Regions from separate parts of the Danio rerio genome. Here region 2 is linked to region 1. A link is a contact called in public Hi-C data. All regions are on one chromosome and are shown on one strand. Each heading gives the region's core, a stretch centred on a gene start, on an enhancer-like site or on the middle of the called end of the contact. The rest is flanking DNA. Distances are from core to core; before and after follow the strand shown. Region 1 holds the start of kctd16a (potassium channel tetramerization domain containing 16a). Region 2 holds the start of kif3a (kinesin family member 3A).

Region 1 (6,389 bases), core at 1,227-3,726:
AGAAATCAAATAGACAACAAACATGTTGGCGGTCTATAGTCAAGTGATTCATGTCATCTGAGAATTGTGTATTTTTAGCAGTCCCTGAGAGGGAACAAACGTCAGAAGATATCATTATGTTCATGGCTGCTTTGCTGCATATATTAATGCAACAAAATTGCGGGTCCTTTTATAATGAAACGTTATTGCAGATATAAAGAAAACAGCAGAGCATTTGCCATCTGAATCCCACTCAGTTTCTCCAGTCGGTGCCTAGCAACACTTTTTCAGCAGAATACACAAAATTAGCAGGGTAAGCGTGACCACAGCCTCAAAGCCATCGCTTGGTGAAGCCGAGCCTACAGATTCCTTGAAACTAGATCTGCACACAATGCCAAAGGTTTCCATACTAAAAGAAACACGTTCTCTAACTCAAAGGATCCTGTGGGTGAACGTATCTTCTGAGGGTTACACTAGACCAAAGTCAATAAAATGCCATTAAATCTGTGATATGAATTTAGTTTGTTTTGACTACACTATATGTAATCAATACATTACATAGAATGTAGTCCTGCATAAAGGCAACAGACAATTGAATAAAATGCATTGCTCAAATTACTGTAAAATGTCTCACAGGCCACTTTATTAGGTATGAGTTTAACTGCTCGTTAATGCAAATATCTAACAAGCCAAACACATTTCATTTTATAAGTGATCAAGAGGGTCTGATCAAGTTCAAAGCAAGCATTAGGATAGATTTTTTTTTTGTTAGTGGCTTTGAATGTGATGCTGTTGGTGCCAGATGGGATGGTCTAAGTATTTCAGAGACTGCTGATCTGCTAGTGTTTTCATGCACAACAATCTTTGGGATTAAACTGCCTGAAAATATCAGTCACCAGATCTTAATCAAATACAGATCCTTTTGGGATGTGCTGGAATTAAAGATTTGCATCATAAATGTGCAGCTGATGAATTTGCAGCAAATAAATGATGCTATCGCTTTAAATTGAGCCAAAATCTCAGAGGAATGTTTCCAAAACCTTTTTTATTTATCTCTGCTACAAAGTATTACGATAGTTCTGATTGCCTAAGGGGTTTGGGTCAAGGCACGTTTGGGGTTTGGTTGAAGGCAAGTTTATTCATGTAGCACATTTCATACACAATGGTAATTTAAAAGGATTTACATAAACAAGAAGATTACAGGGATAGTTCACCCAAAATTCTTTATTTACCAACTGTTTTTTTCTCCCTCAAGTAGTTCCTTTTGAGTTACCTTGTAAAAACAAAACAACAACAAAAAATATTGAAGTAATGGTACTAGTTTCCAACATTGTTAAAAAATCTTCAAAATAAAGACATTTATAAAGGTTTGAAACAAGTAGGTGAGTAAATTTCATTTTTGGAATCTTTTAAAGCATCATAAAATAATAACACTAATATAAGAAATAAAAAATACAAAAAAAATGATAATTAAAACAAGTTTAAAAGGAAGGAAATTTAAAAATTGTATTGGGTGCATAGCGCGTCTTGTCTCATACTAGCAAGATATATGCAACAAAGTAGCCAACAGATGTGCTTGTTTGCAGTCTGCTAATCCAAATGGAGCAGAGTTTGAGAGGATCTGTCCGTGGTCCTGAAACCAGAACATACCCCAAGATCCCCCCTAAACTTACACCAGAGCTGATCTCTGTGAAGGCATGTGGGATTTGAGCTCAAGCACTGTGAATAGATCAATCAAGTTCTGAGGTGATAATTCATATCACAGCCTAACTAATTCATGTTCCAATCTAGCACAGTAATTGCAGGAGTATATTTGGAAATCTGGAGAAGCAGGGTGCGATGCTTGTATCTTTCCAGCTGTCATTTTCCTTTAAGATGATGTAAGGCTCATCTCCCTAAGAATGGTCTCCCTCCCCCGTCCAAAGCCTCTCTCAGCACGCTGCATTCATTCGCACTACGCTGCTGATGCTCTGGAGAGTAAGGATGCACAAACTTCCCAATGCACCCTCCTTTTCTGCTTGAGATGCTTTTACTGATATCCTGGGTGAGTGCCAGGTACATGTAGACTAACTATTCTGGACGGAGAAGGTTTCCTAGGAGAGAGAGAGAGAGGGAGGGAGAGAGAACAAGAGAGAAGCGCTCTTCTGAAGGAAGTTGAAGCTGTCTGGGTTGGTGCAGTTTTTCATTTTTTATAAGCAGAACTTATTTTTGGATTTTCTGCTGGATGAGCTGCACAATTGGTTCCCTCGGGTGAGAGCTCGTCTATTTTTACCTTTCAATAAATAACAGGCAATGCATATTCATCTATGTAACGTGGGAGAAACCGAGTAGTCTCATGCTGTCGATTTGCTGCATTTATACATTTATAAACACTCTGCAGGTCTCAGAGATGCTGTATGTAGCACGATGGACGATGAACGTCTATTAGAAAGTGGGCAGGTTATGTTCTTCTTTACTTTCTGCACGCTGAAATCGAGTCGAAAACTTTTGCGTCTTCACGTTTTTTGAAGAGTAACACACCGAAATGGCCCTGACTGAAAATTGCAGGACTTATCAAACGCCCAAGGACAGTGGATGTGCTCAGAGTTGCTCTTCTGATGTGGTGGAGCTCAATGTAGGTGGACAGGTGTACTACACTCGCCATGTCACCCTCACCAGTGTGCCAAACTCACTGCTGGGTAAATTGTTCTCCTCTAAAAAAGACATTTCTAACGACCTCACGCAGGACATCAAGGGACGCTACTTCATCGACCGGGACGGATTTCTCTTTAGGTACGTGCTGGACTATCTCCGCGATAAGACTGTCGTCCTGCCGGATTATTTTCCGGAGAAGGGGAGGCTGAAACGCGAAGCTGAGTTTTTCCAGCTGCCCGAGCTCGTCAAAATCCTAACCCCAGATGATTATAGTCACAGTGATTTTGACGAAGCATCCCAGGGAAGCGACCAGAGGTTATATCCAGCCTCTTACCTGGACGCGCGCGACCGACGCTACGGCTTCATCACGGTCGGGTACAAGAGCTCGTGCGCATTCGGGAGGGACACTGATCCCAAAGCCCGCGGAATACCCAAAATCTTCATTTGCGGAAGAGTCGGTCTGGCGAAAGAAGTTTTCGGCGACGCACTAAACGAGAGCCGGGATCCTGACAGACCGCCGGAGCGTTACACTTCTCAGTTTTACCTGAAGTTTCGCCACCTGGAGCGAGCGTTTGATATGCTCGCGGAGAGCGGGTTCCACATCGTCGCGTGCAATTCATCACTCACCACATCTCCCCACAACAGGCATGCTGATGATAGATACTGGTCCAACAACACAGAGTACGTCTTCTATCGTAAGTACAGCTTATTTACTCTTTACGTTGTATTACAAAAAGAAAGAAAATAAAGCCATTTGGCAATGCTGGGTAGTTACTGATCAGATGAGATGTAATCTGGATTACGTAATCAGATTACAAAATGGAGTACTCGTAGTTAGATTATATTGCTTCTTAATATGAACATAATCAGATTACAGTTACTTTTTATGAATTACATGATTACATAGAGCATTAGTAACCCAACAGCATCCCACTTTTTTCTCTTATCATTTTTTCTTTCTAGTATGTCTTTCTAGTATGACTTTATTAGTATGTGTACAATTTGACCTAAAATGAGCCTATTTAGTTTACATTTCCCTGTTTGAAAGTTAACATTCCAGCAATTTAACAACATGCATTATTCTGTTGTCTGATCACATTACTGATGTGTGGGTCAATAGATAAAATGTTATAAATATGATAGGTCGAAAAATATTTATATACTGTACAAAAGTTGTCAGAAAACAAAACCAAAAGAGTAAAAATGGTTAATTGATTGGTCAGTGGTCAGTTACCAAATGGTTAAAAATGAAATCTAAAAACAATTGCCAATTTTAATTGAAATTACTTTATCTCAATCAGTATTCAAACTTTTTTTTGACGACAAAATCTTAAATTCTAAATGCTAAAATATTAAAGTAAATCAAGGGCGTGCATGAAGCTGTGACCACCAGGCGGCGTACTCTGATAGTTTGCTCATTTTTGTCCTGGACACTTTCAGGATTTGCCTTGAATAAAAAGATTGTGCTCATTTCTCCAGGTGACAAATGCACTTCCTGTTAAGTATTAGCAGACTGAACTGAGACTGAGTGTGTCCGCTCAGAACATTGGTAGAAAAGAAACAGAACCAGAGAGAGAGAGAGAGAAAGTGGGAGAGGCTTTTGAGCCAATGCAGATGTGGACAATTCCCTCAAGTCTAGCTCTCAGGGATATGAACAGAGTGTGGTATGAATATTTCAGTAATCTACCACAGCGATGGTCATGTCGCTCAGCCGTTTCCTCCCTCCCTCTCTCTCACTCGCTCTTTCTCTCTTTACTTAAGTAAGTAAGTACAAATACATGTAAGTGGACCTTTTGAATATACATTTGTTCTCCAGCGCTTGCCTGCATTATCGGTTCATTTGACTTGTATTGTCTTAAATGAGAGAGATGTTGCAGCATATGGCCAATTAAAAATCACTTTGTGCTTAATTCCAAATGAGTCCCCTTGGAAATCCTAAAAAGAGTAGGCCTGTAATGGAGCGCTTCAGGAGGACAGTCACAAGATTTGGGGCGATTGGACATATGGTTGCTTAATGATTTGTTTTCTGTCATCAGTATAATTACTGCAGCACTCAACCTCTCTTATAGCCCACAAATAAGGGAGAAAAAATATGACACATAGAAATATGTAATAAGGTGATGAGTCTATATGAAAATCAGTTGCAAAAGTGATATTGCGTTTTAAATGCACCCTCTGCTTTTTTAAAAATCTCTTATTATCAGTGGTGTAAATGAATAAATTACAAATTACTGTAATTGAGTAGTTTTTCTCAGGAATTGTAATTTACGAAGTAGTTTTAAAAATGTGTACTTTTACTTTGCCTTGAGTACATTTTTTAAAGCAGTATCAGTACTTTTACTCCACTACGTTCCTTCAACCTGCAGTCACTACTTTATTTTTTTCTGTCTATGGTGATTGGGAAAAATCAGTCCTGCAAGTCCAATCAAAAAGCACACAGAAGGTACAGTAAATCGCATCATAATGAACTACCTCAAGAAATGGGCGATTTAAAATTGTGGCAAACTGTTTGGAAGTGTTAAAAATGTCCAAGAACATGTCCAAAATCTTTACTCGCATTGACCAAGAGAGTGTTTAGATGCATGTCACTGATGAGAAGCTGACCGATGTTTAATGTATGATGAACAAAAGGGCCTTAAACACCCTGCAGGCATAAGACACCAACATGACGTCAGATTGACGCTGTATCCCACCGTCGTAGGGACGATGCATTTTGTCTGTAAATGACAATCGGTTTGACTTCAGGATCCACCATCAGGCCGACGTCAATGTCCAACATCCAAATCAATAGGTAATAATGTTACAGTTTGACGTTGTTTGGACGTTACCACTATGACATCTATCAGACGTTGGATTTTGGTTGCCATACTTGACAAATAAATGTTAGTATTTAATGTCAATATGGTTTAAGATGTTAGCTCGATGCTGGATGTTGGTCACTCACTCTCACAACCTAAAACTGATCTAAAATCAATGCCATTTGACGTCGTTATTGGAGAACAAACTAATGTTATCCTTAGACGCTGGATAGACATTAAATTTTGGTCACCTGACATCACAACCTAAATCTAACTTTATATTAACGTCTTATGATGTTGTGTGCCTGCTGGAAAATAACTAAATGCATTACATAATGTTACGTTTATACACATCCACAAATTATATGTAAATGCATCAGCTTTTTACAGTGTAATACTCACTACTCAGTACTTGAGTGCTTTTCAAAGGGCTACCTTTTACTCATACTTTGAGAAATATTTATAACAGGTCCTTGCTCTAATTGCTCTACATTTTTAGGCAAGTAATGGTAATTTTACTTAAGTATGATTTTTCAGTACTCTTACCATCACTGGTTATTAATTTTAGTTTTCCTTTAAAAAACTAATGGAATTATCCCTGGTGACTTATACAAATGTCAATCTTTTAGTTCACTTAAACATGCTCCTGCTGCTTCACATTCGTTTGACACATTTTTAAAAATCTAATCAACCTAAAAAAATGACATAAAACCAATAGGCATGGGACATTAACTGTTTTCAAGTTGTACTGTGGTTTGGAAAAGTCAGGGTTTTAAAATCACCAACATTTTCTGCTATACCATACCTAATGTATGTATAAGATTTTTTTATTTACTTTTTTTAGGACAACAGTATCCCTAGCAGAAAATGTATCAAAAGATGCCATTTTAAATAGTAATTAGTCTGTTTTTGAATTCAATGAAGACAGCAGAAGTCAGTGATTCATTTATTTAGCCAGACATGTTTACTGCTCTGCTA
Region 2 (6,389 bases), core at 2,847-5,346, 160 kb after region 1:
AAAAACAGGCCTTTTCCAAAGCAGCGTTCTGGAACTGCTAGACAAAATCCTTTGAGTGCCACAGTTTCTGCTGTTGTGTGCTTGCCCTTTGACCAGTGCTGTGTTTAGGGTCACACTCTCATAACCTCTTGTGTAATAAACCAAAAGCAATATCTTGTAGGGTATGACAGGTCATCCACACCCACCTTGCACAAAAACTTGTCATTTTTTCCTTCATAATCGGTCGATTCAGACAGATAAATGTGCCTTTATGTTGTGTCACTGTTTGCACTTTTGGATAGGGTGAGGGTGGGGAAAGTTTTGGGAAATTATGAATAGCTATGACTGTTGGGTAAATGGAGGATGAGTGATGACTTAAGGCCTGTTCATATCAAGAATGATAACTGTAAAGGTAATGTATTAATATTTTTGCATTCACATCAATATCATATACAATCTGGTTCTATTTATTCAAAATGAATGCTGTTTGAGGTCTTTAAAATAAGACTGATTCTGACTGGCTGTCAAAAAAAGTTTACCCCAAACTGAAAAAGTCTGACATCATTTACTCACAAACCTGGGGTCTGTTCTTTGTACGTAGATTACTCAGTTAGCTGGATTTAGTTATTGATGATTTGACACGATCCAGGATGGTAAAGTCTAGATGTGATATGCACATAAATATAGCAACATTTTTTATGACACTGTACAACAATAATTCATATTTTTACATTACAGTGACGATTGGGTTTAGGGTTGGGGTGGGGGTAGGCGTTGAAAAATAAAATTTATTGGGTAATTTAATAGCATAAATAATGCTCCGTACAACTACTATTTTTACATTACTATAACTGTTGGGTTTAGTGTTGGGGTGGGGGTAGCAACAGGTCTGGTAGCACAAACCTGCTCAGGAGCAGGCTTATTTCATATGAACAGGATTAGATCGACTCATTTCAAGCAAAGGTAATACTAAAAGTATGTACCGAATGCTGATATTTTCTCACAGTAGTAGTTGTATACACTTGGGAAAATAATAAATAGTTTAAAAAAATTGTGTAAAGTTAAAAAAATGTATATAAATAAAACTTGTGCAATCTGCACTACAAAATAATAAAAAATGTCATAGGGTGGTTCTCCCCAACAGGTTCAAAGAAAACATTATAATAGACTTTTTAGACTCAAACACATACAATTTTGTCTACCGGCTTTAGTACAACTTGTGTATGATGTAGACATGCATAATATTCTACAGCTTTTTTAAAAGAATGATAATTTATGCATTCATTGTTTTGACAGCTAATATGGGGGTGTTTTGATACTGATTTCAAAATGCATTTTTGACGCAAAATTAAGTTAAACAGCCAGTTATTCCTTACGCCGATTAAGAAAATTGATTAGACCTAGGCTACTATAATAAAGAAAATCTGCTCTAAATGAAAAACTAAATAAATTGCTGAATACTCTTGGCACATGAAAGTGTAAAGCCAGCAGCTTTGTTTGAAGAACCAAATTAGCCAGAGATCAGTTATCAAAATTAAAAGATCCAGGATCTGAAAAATTGTATTAGATCGTGTAAGCAAGATACGAAGAACAGACCCCTGTTTTTTGTTGTTGTTGAACAGTAAACATTGACATCCATAGTATTTGCTTTTCTTATTATGGATGTCAGTGGTTACAGCTCCCAACTGAAAAAAAAAAACTGATAAGGTTTGGAACCCCTTGATTGTGAGTAAATAGTGAGTAAATTTTTTGTTTTGGTTGAACTAGCCCTTTAATGTTTTTCAGCAATTATTAGCTCTAACAAAAGTCCCAAATGGTACTTTAAACCCTTGTGGTCTTCATCTGAGTCTGCATTTTCAGAGCTTAAAGTTCATGTGAAATCAGAATGTACAATGTTTATGTTGCTAGCGCACATTGTTATTCTTTAGGTGATCAATTAATCCATGCAAGATAATCCACTGAAAAAAAAAATGTTTATGTAATCTTGAATCAAAGTCTGAGCATTTATTTCTGCATTTGGAGTGGCAATCCTTCTCTGTTGACGTCAGTTTGATGGCTTCAGCCACAATATTCTTAACCACGCACCTCTAACCGTTACTTTGCCATGAGGGAATAATGTGCAAAAAGAAATCCCCGCCCCCTACTTAAGTAGTAGTTTGTATGTTCAAGCCACACCCCTTACTCAAAGTAGTTTATATGTGCAGTCAAAAGCACAGCGTTTCTAGGTACAATTTTTAATAAGTTAAAAACGTATCCATCCAGTGTTTTCATATTCTCTCTTCAGAAGTTACAATTTATACAATATGGATTTTAAAAAAAGATCTGTGCAGATCTATATAATCCCTTAGCATCTTTACTTTTCATCTTTTTGACATCTTGAAGTTTGTTATGTTTTTTTTTTCTTTTTTTAGACTTTGAAACAACATTCTGGCTCAGTGTTGACACCATGTGGCTAAAAGATGTTTCTAATTGTTGTGTGAGCTGTACATTTTGTTCTGTCGACTAAGTTTGTACACAGCTTAATGTAAATGGAGCATCATGTATATTTAAAATCAAAGATAATTTGGGCTTTAATCGATCCATGTGCACAGTGCGAGTGTTAATTGTCCTTTTACACTGAGCTAAGTTAAACTTTGCTAATGTTTAACACGGTGACACTCTTAAATCAAAAATAAAAGATCCAAATTTAGCTGTACACACTAAGCATAATCAGTTGTGGTTTAAAAAAAAAAGAGCATAGTGGAATGTATAGATTTTTCTTTTAACACCCCACCACTGTGCATTGAAACAACGGCCATCCAGTTATGGGGCTGTCCTTGTCTTTTTTGAGAATGTTGAAATCACAGTGTCAACAAAAATCTTAAAAAGAATATGTCCTGTGGTAAGGCATTGCAGAGAAAATGGGATTCAATAGCAAACTTCAAGTACAAATGAAGTGTGCCATTTGAGATCGGGCCAATATCATTCCACTGTGTCTTTATCATTATAGTCATGTCGATTCTCAAAATTGTCCTGAGAGAATGTTGTTGTATAGTTTTAGGACAACATTGGTGGTGCAATGTTTTGATCCAATTCAGACAACTATTGCACTTTAATACAACAGTTATTGTTCATGATGTGAATGGGCCTTTACATAAGATTGTCTTTTACGCACAAATTCCTGATGTCTCAAAACAGTAAAAGTGGAAATGTTTTGTTGTGTGAAACATCATAGCAAATACAGTATATCCTGACAACTGTATTCTATAACTTTCCTGTTTTCAGTTCCTATTTTATTTCATTTTTTATTTTGGAATTTTGGGAAAGTTATTACTCTAAACCTAAACTAATAAAAAGCAACAAAACACATTTCAGAATCCACTCTGTTTATTAACATTAATGTGTGTGTGTGTGTGTGTGTGTAAGCCTATACAACAGAATCACGCTGAGGAAATTATTTCTTTTTAGTGCATTGATCCACTGATTAATATTAACGAGGCATACCAGAAACATTTGTCTCTGAAATAATAACATAAATACAGTGGGGAAAAAAGGATTTTATCAAAAAAAAAAATCTTAAATGGACTGATGGTTGATTCCTGTGAATTGTTCTGTAGAGGAATGTGCCATTCATTCATACTCATTTGGTGACGTCATTTGATGGAGTAGAAGCTGACAGTGATCAAGGATGCAATTTATCATCGATTTTTATGATTTTATGCTTTGTTTTGTAGGATTTGTTTGAAGGAGGACAAGCTTAAGTTAGACCCTGTTACGTTTTTTTTATTAGTGAACATGTATATGTTTTTGAAAGAATGTCTCTATTAATAATAACTAATTTATAGATGGGAAAAAGATAAAGCATTAAACTACCAATATCTTTAATAAATCACAAAACAAATTGTTAACATGTATATATGTTAAGAGGGAAAACGTATCAATAACATCAAAACAACACAAATGGTGTACGTGGATAAATAGAAGGGCGCCGTATTAAATTCATTTTTTATCTGCATCAGATATGAAATGAGAGACTTAAATTCAATAAGAAAAAATGAAAGAGGTTAAACGTGGATAAACACAAATATGTATATCCCGAGGTGAAGTCAGGATCGCGGATATCCGCGCATGTCCAGTTACAGAGGGCAGGTTGGGATGGGCGCTTGAGCTGGAAAAATACATCATCCACCCGAATGAGCTCATCGGTTATCATTTCAAACACACAAAAAAACGTTTATTTGGGTCTCAAAAAAGGCTCACAAACCCGCGTCTGATAATGCCGGTAAGACTGTCATTTCTTATCTTCATTTATCATTATAATATGTGTTGTTATGCCCCACCTTCCCGTCATTCCTTTGCTTGCAACCGGAATTTCATGCAAATATTCACAGACTGTTATTTGACAGGCTTTTATGCCTTGCGTTTTACTACTATTGTTCCGTTTTATGATGCGTTTAATTGTTACGAGATGATTTTGTTCTTCCAATGGCCAGAAAGGTTTTGTGCACCTCAAGCTAGCAGCCTGCTAACGTTAACGTTAGTTATTAGCTTCGCCGCAAGCTCGTGGGCTTTAACGATATTTAAATTTATCAACGAGCCAGATTTACTTTTAGACTCATTTGAAATTGATTCAGGCAAGATTACTACAGCCCACAAGCTGTGTTATCTGTGAAAAAATGAACGTGTTTTTTTGTTGTCTGTTAAATTAGCTGTTAGCAGGCCGGGCGGTCTAACCCGCTGCTTAGCAACAGCTTTGAATCCACATCACCTATTTAATACACAAACAGCCAGTGACCTTTATTGTACAAGAGAACCCATATAGCTTATATGTTACAGTCTATGCTTACAACAAATGTAATAATTATAAATCTCTTCTTTCAACGAGCATGATCAATTGTAATGATACATTTAAATTAATTTTCTTTAAATGAAATAACATTTTGTCATCCTAAATTACACTCAAATATTAATTTGACACTTTTATTATGAAGGTTAACGACTTACTTAAAACTTACTTAAAAACTTACTTGCTGTAGCATATTCTTCCATTACATTATTTTTGTGAACAGGAGAAAACGTCATAATTGTCATACAAAATAGAAAGAAATAAAGTGAATATTATATTTCATAATCATAATTCTGACTATTCAGAAAGACAGACTTTTAAACTTAATTTTATGGCAGCAGCAAACTTCTACACACAGCTAGGGAGAAACATTTAGCGTAAATAAGTAATCTATATAGGCGACGTGATGGCGCAGTAGGTAGTGCTGTTGCCTCACAGCAAGAAGGTTCGAGCTCCGGCTGGGTCAGTTGGCGTTTCTGTGTGGAGTTTGCATGTTCTCCCTGTGTTCGCGTGGGTTTCCTCAGGGTGGTCAGGTTTCCTCCACAGTCCAAAGACATGCGCTACAGGTGAATTGGGTAGGCTAAATTGTTCGAGTGTGTATGGATGTTTCCCAGAGATGGGTTGCGGCTGGAAGGGCACCCCCTGCATAAAAACGTGCTAGATAATTTGGCGGTTCATTCCGCTGTGGCGACATCAGTACTATAAAGGGACTAAGCTGAAAAGAAAATGAATGAATTTGGATTTTTATTTATGGCCTGCTTACATATTGCTGACAAACAGATCATGTGTTTTTTGCAGAGCAATAAGCTGGACAAACCAGAGAAGCTGGAGGTGAGTGATAATGTGAAAGTGGTGGTGAGATGTCGTCCACTCAATGAGAAGGAGAAGATAATGGGACACAAGCAGTCCGTAACTGTGGACGAGATCAGAGGAACCATCACTGTGAACAAACTTGATATAAGCAGTGAGCCTCCAAAGACGTTCACCTTCGACACAGTGTTCGGCCCAGACAGTAAACAGCTGGATGTGTATAATTTAACAGCACGGCCCATCATAGACTCCGTATTAGAGGGTTACAATGGTAAGTAAAACCGTTTTGTCTGTTTGTCTGATCTTGCAGATAACAAATGTTTTGGTACATGTTTTGTAAATGTTGTACAACTTTTTTTTTAGGAAAGTCTTGCCATTTGCTATTTGTCTCAATTAAGTTGTAGTTATAATGCAGAATCAGATATTTAACAAGAAATAGTAAAATTGCACAAGCGATATACTGTAAGGGGTTTAAAGATTTGATGTTGCTCTGTAAAAAATGTGAGGCCTCTTATATCTGCTAATCAAAAAAACTTCTCATTCTGTTGTTTGTGCATTCACTTATTGTGCACAAAGTCAAGTAAGGCTGGGCCGATAAACGATATTATATCAAACCGCTCTAAAGTTTTTGTCAGTAATGATGTACTCTGACCTTTTTTACTCTATATTGATCTAAGAGCCAATCACACAGCAGAAATGTTCAACAATGGGAATCTAAAAGTGTGCTGATATAAGAGATGTACTAAATTTTCGGCCACCGATCTGAAAATATGCT

What was found. Hi-C and Micro-C count contacts between places; a contact is called where the count stands out from the background.
Region 2: a contact with region 1 is called in a Hi-C map of an unstated tissue, with 1.9 times the contacts expected there. The contact joins the promoter of kif3a here to the promoter of kctd16a in region 1. A contact is called at or near these places in 2 of 18 Hi-C or Micro-C datasets (caudal fin and an unstated tissue).

What each region holds. Positions count from the first base shown.
Region 1 is chr14:28,079,901-28,086,289 of GRCz12tu, forward strand. kctd16a (potassium channel tetramerization domain containing 16a) reads left to right here and starts at 2,477. Exons shown (of 1, transcript NM_001037238.1): 1 at 2,477-3,394. The coding sequence starts at 2,504. The coding sequence ends at 3,361.
Region 2 is chr14:28,237,424-28,243,812 of GRCz12tu, forward strand. kif3a (kinesin family member 3A) reads left to right here and starts at 4,097. Exons shown (of 17, transcript NM_001017604.2): 1 at 4,097-4,240; 2 at 5,603-5,885. The coding sequence starts at 4,235. sh3rf2 (SH3 domain containing ring finger 2) reads left to right here. Exons shown (of 12, transcript XM_073921828.1): 12 at 1-582. The coding sequence ends at 55.